4 separate regions of the Mus musculus genome follow, and regions 1, 3 and 4 are each linked to region 2. The links are chromatin contacts, called in public ChIA-PET, HiCAR-type and promoter capture Hi-C maps. All regions are on one chromosome and are shown on one strand. Each heading gives the region's core, a stretch centred on a gene start, on an enhancer-like site or on the middle of the called end of the contact. The rest is flanking DNA. Distances are from core to core; before and after follow the strand shown. Region 1 holds the start of Ptch2 (patched 2). Region 2 holds the start of Hpdl (4-hydroxyphenylpyruvate dioxygenase-like). Region 3 holds the start of Tmem53 (transmembrane protein 53). Region 4 holds the start of Ipp (IAP promoted placental gene).

The links. ChIA-PET counts read pairs in DNA pulled down with a chosen protein or histone mark. HiCAR-type assays count read pairs that join an accessible place to other places. Capture Hi-C pulls out chosen DNA fragments and counts their contacts.
Region 1: a contact with region 2 is called in a HiCAR-type map of embryonic stem cells, with 3 times the contacts expected there. The contact joins the promoter of Ptch2 here to the promoter of Hpdl in region 2. A contact is called at or near these places in 17 of 39 promoter capture datasets (the 3T3-L1 cell line, 3T3-L1-derived adipocytes, the C10 cell line and 11 more), 1 of 15 datasets of contacts at CTCF or cohesin (the NIH/3T3 cell line), 9 of 484 Hi-C or Micro-C datasets (the G1E-ER4 cell line, embryonic stem cells, nephron progenitors and 2 more), 24 of 115 datasets of contacts at active chromatin or transcription factors (T-cell acute lymphoblastic leukemia, astrocytes, bone marrow-derived macrophages and 13 more) and 4 of 9 other capture datasets (adipose tissue, embryonic stem cells, liver and 1 more).
Region 3: a contact with region 2 is called in a promoter capture Hi-C map of adipose tissue. The contact joins the promoter of Tmem53 here to the promoter of Hpdl in region 2. A contact is called at or near these places in 4 of 484 Hi-C or Micro-C datasets (CD4 T cells, CD8 T cells, embryonic stem cells and 1 more), 1 of 115 datasets of contacts at active chromatin or transcription factors (embryonic stem cells) and 2 of 9 other capture datasets (adipose tissue and liver).
Region 4: a contact with region 2 is called in an RNA polymerase II ChIA-PET map of memory CD8 T cells, with 8 read pairs. The contact joins the promoter of Ipp here to the promoter of Hpdl in region 2. A contact is called at or near these places in 1 of 484 Hi-C or Micro-C datasets (CD8 T cells), 2 of 115 datasets of contacts at active chromatin or transcription factors (memory CD8 T cells and pancreatic cancer cells) and 1 of 9 other capture datasets (adipose tissue).

What each region holds. Positions count from the first base shown.
Region 1 is chr4:117,094,781-117,097,580 of GRCm38.p6, forward strand. It overlaps Ptch2 (patched 2), which reads left to right and starts at 1,276. Exons shown (of 22, transcript NM_008958.3): 1 at 1,276-1,647; 2 at 2,067-2,259. The coding sequence starts at 1,576. RefSeq lists enhancers at 372-2,070, 911-1,369, 932-1,431.
Region 2 is chr4:116,820,215-116,823,024 of GRCm38.p6, forward strand. Hpdl (4-hydroxyphenylpyruvate dioxygenase-like) reads right to left here and starts at 1,294. Exons shown (of 1, transcript NM_146256.3): 1 at 1-1,294. The coding sequence starts at 1,048.
Region 3 is chr4:117,250,442-117,253,293 of GRCm38.p6, forward strand. Tmem53 (transmembrane protein 53) reads left to right here and starts at 1,510. Exons shown (of 3, transcript NM_026837.3): 1 at 1,510-1,693. The coding sequence starts at 1,633. It overlaps Armh1 (armadillo-like helical domain containing 1), which reads right to left and starts at 1,476. Exons shown (of 13, transcript NM_001145637.1): 1 at 1,312-1,476.
Region 4 is chr4:116,506,188-116,508,902 of GRCm38.p6, forward strand. It overlaps Ipp (IAP promoted placental gene), which reads left to right and starts at 1,362. Exons shown (of 9, transcript NM_008389.3): 1 at 1,362-1,463.

The DNA of each region.
Region 1 (2,800 bases), core at 26-2,525, 270 kb after region 2:
CTTTTTGACCCAAACAACCCCATTTCTGGGAATCTGTCCTGAGGACATTCTGCAAATGATTGATGAGAGGACTGTGTAGTAATATAAAATATTTATGATATAATGATTAAGAAGTCTGGAAGAATTGAGCAAGAGGCTAGCCAGATGTGATAGCAGTATCAGAACAACAGATTTATTGAAGTCTTTTTTTTCCCCCAAAAAACGTATTTTGTTTCTGAGGCAGAATCTTTCTAGGTAGCCCTGGCTGTTCCAGAATTCTCTATGTAGACCATGCTGAGACCTGGAACTCACAAGAGATGGGCCTGCCACTGCCCGGCTCCTTTCCCAAATGTTCTGTATGAGGAGTCAGACTTTTACCCTCAGATGACCGATCAGAGTTTAACAGTCAGGAGCACAGAAATAGCACAGTCACTTGGAAAAGCAACATGTTTCCCAATGTTGTACATAAATTATGTCATCACAAATACAATTATCAGACAGGCTGGGCAATACAGGACTGTTATAGTCCCTTAACTTGACAGACACAACCAGGATAAGGAGTTGAAGGCCAAGCTGAACTACTTAAGACCATGTCTCACAAAAAAAAGTTAAAATAAAAATTTAAAAATACAATACACAAACTGAATGTTAATAAGAACCACAAAGAAAAAAGCAATTATCTGCCAAGGCTTCCAAAAGTTTAGGCTGACTGATTCAAGTTCAGGCTTAAAAGTTATCTGCCAAGACAAAGGGGCCCCAACATGTACAAAGGCAAGAACATGTGAACTTAGGAAATTACTGAGGGCAATTCGGGACTGGAAGGCAACTGAGTGGGTGTGAGGCACTTAGAGGAAAAAAAAAAGCTTTAGTTGGATGGTGCAGGGCTTTGGGCTTTGGTGCAGCCGTGGGATTTGCATTTTAGAGCTGAGTCTGGCCTGCTTGGAAAGAGTGGAAAGGAGGTCCTTAGGGTTGCGCTGGGTCGGGAAGAAAGGGTGGCCCAAAGGGGACCAGCAGACTCCCTTTCTCAACATCCTGACTTACACTTGGCCAACGACTAGCGCCTCCAGGATCACCCTCCCTTCTCCTCTCCTTAGGGCCCCGCGGGCGGGCTGGGGAGCCCGGGAGGCGAGGCAAAGGGGTGGCCCTGCCTGGGTGGTCTCCTGCCCCGCCCCCTGCGGCGCCGTTACCTAGCAACGGATCCGGCTGCAAGGCAGCGGGTAATTTGCCGCCCCCTTAGCCAATGGGAGGGCGTCACCCCGGCCCGCTCCTTTTTTTCTGAGCCTCCTGGTGCTTCCCGAGATCCACAGTCGCCACCTTTAGCTGTGAGGTGCTTCGCAGCCAGTCGGGTCCACCCACACGCGGAGCCCTCTTTGGACCACAGCCCACAGATCCAGCGGGGCTTGGGGCCACCACCCCGCACCGCCGCTGCGGGCTGCTCCTGTGCATCTTTACGCGCGCCTCACCCAGGACCGTATGGCCGTTCACGGCAGCTAGGAATCCTCAGGTGAAGCCGGGCGGCACAAGGCGCCAAGCTAGCCTATGGCAGCGCTCAGATAACGCAGGTTGGGGGCGCTCGCGCCCCCCATCCTCACCAGCATGGTTCGGCCACTGTCCCTTGGAGAGCTACCTCCCAGCTACACACCTCCAGCTCGGTCCTCCGCACCTCATGTGAGTAGAGGGGCTGGGTTTGTAACTTAAACGTCGCTTGAACATCTGTAGGGCTAGAAGTCTAGTGTTACTGGATCTGTGTTTGAAGACAAGCGAGAGCCAGCAAGTGATTTGTTAGTTTATTTCCTATTATCTGGTCAGTGAAAATAGTTATGTCTGTGGGTTCACCTCTTTGCCTAGCTGACAACGAGTGTGTGTGTTCACGACTCATAACCTTCTAAAAATGGGCATTTTCAGGTGTGCTTATGGAGAAGGCACAGGGAAAGAGAGTTAAATCTTCCACATTTGAAACCTTTATCTGTAGCTGTTTCCTGCCCTGCATCCAGAAGTCAGGAAACTGGGACTTGACCGGGAGAAAAGGGAAAGCTCCTCCATTGTTGTGCTGACAGCTGGCTGACCTCCTCCTCTCTCTATCCCAGATCCTAGCTGGGAGCCTGCAGGCTCCTCTCTGGCTTCGAGCTTACTTCCAAGGTCTACTCTTCTCCCTGGGGTGCAGGATCCAGAAACACTGCGGCAAAGTGCTCTTCCTGGGACTGGTGGCCTTTGGGGCTCTGGCACTGGGTCTCCGAGTGGCTGTAATTGAGACAGACCTAGAACAGCTCTGGGTAGAAGGTGAGTTACTGGAGCTGGCCGTAGCTGCTTTGGTCAAGGATCGAGAGGGCCATCTCCTGTTCAGAGCCTGTGTATCTGGGTGTGTTGCAGAAAGCCTACCTCTCTCCCAATCTCCCTCAGTGCTGTGGATGAAGCCCAGGGCATTGTGCAAGCTAGGCAAGTCTTTACCATCAACTGTCTCACACCTATCTCTCTCACCCATAAATGGACAACTCTAGATGGTAGCCTCTTATGAATAAGCTTGTGGAATATTCATCTTTGATTATGTGTCTGCTTATTTAGCGTTTATAGCTAGGTTTCTTTTAACTGTACATCAGAGTTTACAAATGGAACAAGATGTATTTTTCAATAGCCAAAGGAAGTAAAATGTGTGTGGGGGTAAGTTCTAAACAAAACAAAGCCAAGTGGTATTGTGTTGTATAAGAGAAGGCAGGGAGAGACGGCTCTGACCTGCAAACTCAGATTAGCACTGTGATTCTAACTACTCAAGGGGCTGAGGCAAGAGAAATACTTTCAGTCTAAGAATTTAACAATAGCCTGT
Region 2 (2,810 bases), core at 44-2,543:
CAAAGCCTGTGGCCCCCTGTCTCTGAATCAGCTCCAGGAAGAAAGTGTCTTCGGCGAAGAGGGACTTGGTGAAGACCTGAAGCAAAAATTCGTCTTTATCACCATCCAGCAGGATTCCCTGCCGTTCTAGAAGGCCAGGCTTGTGCCCTGCGGCTAGAATTTGTTCTTCTTTGCCGGGCTGCTGGTAATAAGCTTCAGGAGGAGTCAGAAGCCGGCATCCCGCCTTCGCCATTCCCTCAGAAGCATCTATGATGTTAGGAGTGTACAGTCCTACGTGCTGCAGGCCTGGCCCCCCATGCCGGGTTAGAAATTGCTCTACCTGGTCCTGTTTGCTGTTGAGTCCCGGTAGGGACTCCGCCAGCACGAGGGTGGGGACAGTATTATTCGGCGGAGTCTGCAAGGCAGTAAGCCGTAGTCCCCCTCGCCCAGACCCTGCAGCCACCTTGAGGCCCATCTCCGGATCCTCACCTGGGCTCAGCGGCAAGTGATGAAAGCCTAGGCAGTCGTGGAACCAGCGCATAAGCATAGGGGAGCTGCCGGAGGTGCAGGCCAAGGTCAAGTGGTCCACGTGGCTGACCCAACCTGGGCCAGGTGTGCAAGGCAGAGGTCTGAACCCGGGCAGGAAGGATCCGCGATAGCCAGCACGCTGCAGCAACGTAAGGCTTAGATTACCAGCCGGAGAGCTGAGCACTGTGTAGGTGGCTGTGCCCTGTGCATCTCTCACCCTAGTGGGTGGTACCGGCATGATGCAGCCGCGAGCCGCCAGCGCGCGGGCGGCGCCGTCCACATCCTCCACGTCGAAGCACAGGTTCGTGGCACTGGGCACCGAATGATGCGGGTCCAGGCTGTACAGTGGCTCCTGGGGCCCGGTACCCTCATTCACTAGAAAGACAGCGTCCCCGCTGCGCAGGGCCAGCTGTCTCCAGCCGCCTGCTTCCCTCACCGCCAGGGGCTGGAAGCCGAAGACACGATGTAGGTCCCTCGCTAGGGGCTGCCCAGCTGGTACATGGAAAGCGATGTGACACAGGCGACGGGCGGGCGCAGTCATGGCGAGCCCAATTGCCGGCCACCCGGATCTGTTCTTCTGGGACCGCTCACTTGTTTAGAACTCCAAGACTCTTGGTCCAGGACTAGTAGTTGGAAGCCGGCGGAGTCCTGGTGTATCCGAAGATCGTGTTTCTTGGTCTTTTCTGGGCAGAGGTCGCGAAGTCAAACTTTGGGGGACTGACCCTCTCGGCAGGGCCACCTCAACCAGAAGCCGGCTGAGGACCACAGGCTCTGCAGGGTAAATTGTATGAGAACCACGCGGACGCTGTGCGGGGCGGACCAGGAGGTCAGGGTGGAGCCTGAGACTCCGCCTTTGACACTCCCTCCGGTCCAGAACCTGTCTCCCGGAGTACAGTGGGGACGAAGGGCAGTTCCTTCACAGGGCCTTGGACCAGGTCACACCCTTGGGCAACTAGCCACCCCTTCCGGGGCCCGGGAAGTAACAATAGCCACCTTCACTCTGTGCCAGGCGCTCTCTTCCCGCGACCTTAGAGCCTAAGGACTGCCCGTGTGGGGGAGGAGCCCCAATCCTTTCTCAACAGACGGAATTTTCTTGGCCTGGTACTTTTTTTTTTTTACAATTCAGAAGTTTGTGTTCAAGAACGGGCTCTGTTAACGTTTTATTTATTTATTTTTCTTTAAGTTTTATTGCATTATGATGAGAAAAGATACATAATTTCAATTTATCTTATTATTTTAATATTAAAATATTTTCAGTTACAGATTTTCAATCCCCAAATGGGGCGGAGAAATTGATAGAAGAGCAAGCGTTTACATTTCTCTGTATCTGGCAATCTGCACTTCACCTGACTCTTCAATTCTACTTCTAAGTGAGATTTGGAGGGATTAGAAAACTACTGTGTTTTGTTTGTTGTTCCTGAAAGGAACTATTGCTCATTGCCTTAGTAGGTCTCCAAGAACAGCCCAGGGTTGTTCTTCCTAAAGATATAAAGAAGTTGATACCTTCCTAAAGATATCAGCCAGGGGAACTCAAGATTCGTGAGATCACTAGAATGAGGAAACTGGAAGTCTTGTGAGACTTCAGCTGGAAGGTCCTTGAAGCAAGGTTATAGGACATTGAAAGGGCAAAATGAGGGAGCAAACCTGAGAGAAGAAGCAAGCCAGACTCGGAACAATTGTGTTGGGAAGACATTTGGGAAGGACAACATGCCCAGAAATTTGTCAGGAAGTGACAGAAGGCTGCCATAGGGGGACAAGACTTAGACAAGGAGGCTTGTCGAGGTCAGGGCCTCTTCCTCTGACCAGTGATCAGAAGAACATGGATTCCAGAGCTAAGCAGCCCTGGGTTAGAAATATCTCTGGGCTGGGCGTGGTGGGTCATGCCTTTAACCCCAGCACTCAGGAGGCAGAGGCAGGCAGATTTCTGAGTTCCAGGACAGCCTGGTCTACAAAGTGAGTTCCAGGACAGCCAAGGCTACACAGAGAAACCCTGTCTTGGAAACAAACAAACAAACAAATAAACAAAAAACAAAAAAGAGAAATATCTCTAACATGTACTCACAGGACTTTGGTCATGTTGGATAATTTCTCAGTTTCCTTATCTACAAAAATGAGCTTTCGCCAGGCGTGGTGGCGCATGCCTTTAATCCCAGCACTCAGGAGGCAGAGGCAGGCAGATTTCTGAGTTCGAGGCCAGCCTGATCTACAAAGTGAGTTCCAGGACAGCCAGGGCTATACAGAGAAACCTTGTCTCAAAAAACAAACAAACAAACAAACAAACGAGCTCTCACCCCAACACTAGG
Region 3 (2,852 bases), core at 260-2,759, 430 kb after region 2:
GGAAAGCTGTGTGCCCCCCCACACCCCCCCCGCAGCTTTTTAAAAAAAGATTTATTTATTTATCATATCTAAGCGCACTGTAGCTGTCTTCAGACACCTCAGAAGAGGGCATCAGATCTCATTACAGATGGTTGTGAGCCACCATGTGGTTGCTGGGATTTGAATTCAGGACCTTCAAAAGAGCAGTCAGTGCTCTTAACCACTGAGTAATCTCTCCAGCCCCCCCCCCCCGCCCCCGAAGCCTTTATGTGTGTCCTGGGGGTCTAAGTTGGTTCCTCACACTAGCTCAGCCATCTCCCCAGTTACTCCTCAGCAGTGTAAAGTGAGAGTCCCCACGGTTGGGGGCCATATGCTTTCACATACCCAATTCCCCTGTGATTTTATCTTTTATCTCTTTGCTGGATCTCTCTCATCTGAACAAAAGCCTGTACCTCCTAGCGGTTGCCAGCGAATGACAAAATAACTTGCCTTGCAAGTGTTCCATCCCCCCTCTTTCTTTTAAGACAAGTCTCATGTAGCATAGGCTAGCCTGGAACTTGTTATGTAGCTGAGGATGGCTTGAAGCATTTAGACTCCTGGCTGGGATTCCAGGGACATACCACTATGCTGTCACCTCCCACTCACTCTCAAGCCACTGACTCTTTTGTTCACTGGAATGGCACTTGCAAAGGTTGCTAACAACTTCTTTGTAAATCCAGTGCCATCTTTGAGGTTTTATTTACCGTATTAATCATCAGCCCTCAATACTTTCCTCCTGGTTTCTGTCTCCTACACACCATACCCACTCATTCCCATCACCCAAATAGCTTCTTTTTCTGTTTATGTATGTATGCATGTATGTGTTTATTTATTTATTTTGGACAGGGTGTCTCTGTGTAGCCCTGGCTGTCCTGGAGATAGATCAGGATGGTCTCAAACTCACAGAGTTCAACTCCTCACAGCTGGAATTAAATGCATGCGCCATTATGCCCAGCTCAGAAAATATTTACTAAATGTAAGAAAGCTGTACTCCTGTACTCGTCTAAACTACTTGGACTCACACATGAAAGGCCATGTCTTATTACCCGAAGACCCCTTTCCAGTCAGGCAACCAGTCTCAACCCACAGGTTTAGAAGGACCCGTTGGCACGCGCCGCCTAACACTGTTTTGTTCGTTTTTTCTGCCTCCAGCCTGGGAACTGCTGCTGGCGATGGAGGTAGATGTAGTTAGAGGTGCAAGTTCAAGTTTTCTACCAAGTACCAGAAGACAAAGTTCTGAGATGCCCTCTGCAGACCCGTAATACTTCATTCAACTCTCCCACCGACTCTTACCTTCACAGGAGGGTGCGGTCGCTCCGAGAGCGCTGCCCCACTGACCAATACTTGATCCAAGATCAAGAGAGTCAGCCAATTGCTGGGGCCCAAAGACAGTAGGGGCGGGGCGCGGTTGCTAGGGCCGGGCTAGTGGGTGCCGCCCGAGGCGCGAAGCGACTCCCTGGTTGCTAGGCAGGGAGGTCACAGAGTGCGGCTCGGGGATTGGACAGCGCTGGGCGTGGGCGGGGAGGGGCGTGGCCCGGCGGCGTCCCGGCCCCGCCGAGGTGAAACTGCGGGAGTTCCGGCGGGAGGCCTGTGCTGAAGACCCGCACCTTCACCATGGCCTCGGCCGAGCTGGATTACAGCATCGAGATCCCGGATCAGCCCTGCTGGAGCCAGAGTATGGAGGGGGATTGGGAAGGTGACCTAACAGCGATGCCCCGCCCACCCTGCGGCCCGCCCTCCCTCGGCCCGCCCCCTTCGGGGGTCCCGCAGGGCTGGCTAGAGCTTGCGGGGCGCTCCCAGCCCCGCCCCCCGTGCCCCGCCCCCAGTCGACTGAGGGTCTTTCTGTTCCACAACAGGTTCTCAAGGTTCTGCTTCCCTTTGTAGCTGGAGGCCCTTCAAGGTTCATTCTAATTCTTTTGTTTTGGATTCTCGCTCCTCATTTGCAAGTGTGACTAGGCCCATCCTTCATTTTTGCAGAGGTTTGGATTCCTGGGGGAGCCTCTGGTCCTCAGAAAAGCCAAGGGACTCAGCAAGCCTAGTCCTGCCCTTCTCAGCTCACCCTGGCAGTGGTTAACAGAATGGTCGGTTAGGCCGGGTGGAATTCTGTTGAAATCCTATCCCTTTAGTAATTGGATGACCTTCGGCAAACTTTCAACTTTGAATTTTAGTTTTCCTGGAGCAAAGCTGAGGAAAAATTGCTGGTTGCACAACTGAGATTATTTGTGTAAAGGACTTGGCATGAATCCTGATGGAAGTAAGCTTAGTAGTTGGCATTTAAACTTAACGTGTGTGTGTGTGTGTGTGTGTGTGTGTGTTTAACCCTCCTAAGGCCATATCATTAAAAAAAGATGTGTGGGAGGCCTCCTAAGATTAGTAGCTTGTAAAGTAGTGTAAGTTGTTGGACCAGAGAATGGAAGGTTGTCCCTTTTGGAAACTGGGGCAGAGGAGGCTTGGAGTACAGGTCGGCCAATGCTGCTCTTTGGTGTTTCCAGTCCACTGCCCCGCACTTGTCCAGCTCATCATAAAGTTTAGCTAGGGGGTGCTTCCTTCAAAAGCCTCCCCAGAGCCAGGTGGTGGTGGCGCACACCTTTAATCCCAGCACTTGGGAGACAGAAGCAGGCGGTTTTCTGAGTTCGAGGCCAGCATGGTCTACAGAGTGAGTTCCAGTACAGCCAGGACTACACAGAGAAACCCTGTCTCAAAAAACCAAAAAACCAAAACCAAAAACAAAAAAAGTCTCCCCAGGCCTCCCTTCCTATGCCCTCCTGTCCCACTGTGTGTTTCTTGCTTGGAATCTATCTAGGATGGGGCAGGGGCCTCTCATCTCCTAAAGC
Region 4 (2,715 bases), core at 112-2,611, 310 kb before region 2:
ATTGGTGTTTTGCCTGCTTGTATGTCTGTGTGAGGCTGTGTGATCCTCTGGAACTGGTGTGAGCTGCCGTGTAGTTGCTGAGAACTAACCCAGTTCCTCTAGAAGAGCAGCCAGTGCTCTTAATCGTTTGAGCCATCTCTCTTTTTTTTCTTCCACCATAAAATAGCTTAGTCAATAGAAAATCTTCATGGAACTAGCCTTCCAGTATTGGTCAGTGATTGCTGAGCCTTGCACCAGACAGGGGTCCAGTAATTCCTTTTACTCTTTTCTAAATTTCTGCCACTTTTTGCAGATTTTTTTTTGCACTTTTCATAATGAAATGTAAAGTAGAAATTGAAGATGTGGAGTAAATGTAAGCATAGTCTTGTGAAATTTTTGTCTTAGCTATACATCTGAATATGCAAATACATGGTATGTGTTTGATGTAAAATATTTTTGTACACTATGGGTCAGGAACATAAAGTTTGAGGGTTGGAGAGATGATGTGGCTAAGAGAGCACACTACTTGTTATTTTTGAGAAAGGGTCTCTCTACATAGCCCCAGCTATCCTGAAATTCACTAAGTAGACTGGACTGGCCAGGTACACAACAGAAATCCTCCTGTCTCTGCCTTCCCAGTGCTGGGATGATAGATGTGCACCACAACTCCTGGCAAAGAGTCCACTTCCCTCAAGGAGGACCTGAGCTGTTCCCAGCCTGTAATTCCAGCATCAGGGGGAACTACCACCATCTTCTGACCTTCATGGGCACAGCCTTTACATATACAAACCTATGGTTAGAGGCACACATTTAAAAAATAAAATCTCAGTCGGGCATGGTGGTGCACACCTTTAATCCCAGAATTGGGAAGCAGCGGCAGGTGTATCTCTAAATTCGAGGCCAGCCTGGTCTACAGAGTGAGTTGTAGGACAGCTAGGCCTACACGGAAAACCCTGGGGTGGGGCGGGGAGACTATAAAAAAGTTTGGACGTTGCTAATGCACCAGGACACATTATGATGCTCTACACTGAAAAAGAAGTGGGCATTTTGATTCTTGACTTCAAAGTAGGCAGGAGTGTATCAAAATTGAGGTTCAGGAAATGATCTAAGGAAGGTGGTAGAGAAGCACGGTGCACGTGATTTTCCTCGACGCTGAGATCAGTACCTGGCCTGGGACACTTGAAGAATTGAAGATGTGCATGGAGCGGAATAGGGAAGTCCACTAGCCCAAGGCAGGGGAGAGGTTTTTAAGAACCTGCCTCCGCGGCCAGCAAGCGGCTACCCAGGTTTACCCAGCGACGCCGGTGGCTGTGAGGAGGCGGGGCCAGAAGCGGAGCACGCGCAGTAGAAGGTTCCCGCATCAGCGCCGAAGCTGCGCCTTCAGCACTCGCAGTCACCTGTCACCAAAGACTGTCCCCGCCCCCTCCGCTGCCTGCCTGCGCGCGCAGAGCACCGGAGGGCGCCGGCGGGAAGGGACGCGGCGGGTAAGCGAGGCCTGCGTGCGGTCTGTGTTTCTCACAGGGTTGGGAACTTCCTCATGTCCAGCTCTCCAGACCGGGAAGAGCGAGTGATTGGAGCTTTGGAACGCACCGTTCCTCCGCTTTCGTCCTGTCGCCTCCGGAGGCGCTCTGACCGTCCGTGTGTTTTTAGCGTCCCGGAGCTTCCCAGTCTCACGGCGCCTTGGCCTCTGCTCTCCCAGCACCCACTGGGGAAACCGAAGGCCGGACCCTGTCCCTGACTTCTGCCGGCTCCAGTCTGAAATTCCTTACCGGCTCCAGTCTGAAATTCCTTACCGGCTCGCGCTGTCAGTAGCACAGAGTTGGTTTTCTTCCTCTAGTGTCTACCAGTTTAGGCAGAGTTCTAGTTACAGCCTCCAACTCAAGCACAAAGAGTCTCAGTTGTTTTGATGCTCAGCTGGAGCTCTGGCCCTCTAACTGAATTAACTTTCAGATGCTCTTCAGCGGGAAATCCAGGCCATCAAAGCATAGGTCCTCTTTAGTCCCTCCGATTATCTCCATCGTTAGCCAGTAAACTGTATGGAAGCATAGTTCTTAGCTCCCTATGCACTAATCCCAGGTCTTCACTTTTCATGTTTGTACGAACAAGCATTTCCCAAGCCACAGTTTAGGATGAGGTGCTCCACTGGCAGTGGAATGCCATCAACATTTACTGAGAAGGATGACAACAAACATTCTGGCTCTCTACTGTCAAAGTGAATATTAAGTGAATTGTTTGTTGTAACAGGAGGCATTTGACTTGTGGCTGTGCTTTAATACCTTGAGTAAGAGAGAAATGGAGGTAGCCTAGAATCACACCGCGAGGGTTCAGAATCTGCTGCCAGGGAGAATACAGAGCAGCAACAAGTCTGACAGCCACGCCATGTATAATAACATCTATAGGTCGAATTTCCACATAGAGGGAAATAGATTGTATTTATGTGCCACTTGTTTGTAAGATGCATTGTGTGCATGCTGAAGTAAATTTTAGCGGCTTCCTTTAAAACTCCCAAAATTAGTGTCTATATAGTCATGATTATCAGATTATTATTATGACAAGGTCTTACTATGCAGTCTTGGCTGGCTTGGAGCTAAGAGATCTGCCTGCCTCTGCACCACCACACCCACCTTCAGATCATTTTTACTGATAATTTTGACTGAATGCTATATACTGAATTTTTTAAAAATATCAGCTTACAACAGTTCTGTCATTTTGATTACTGGTTTTCTTTGGTGCCTG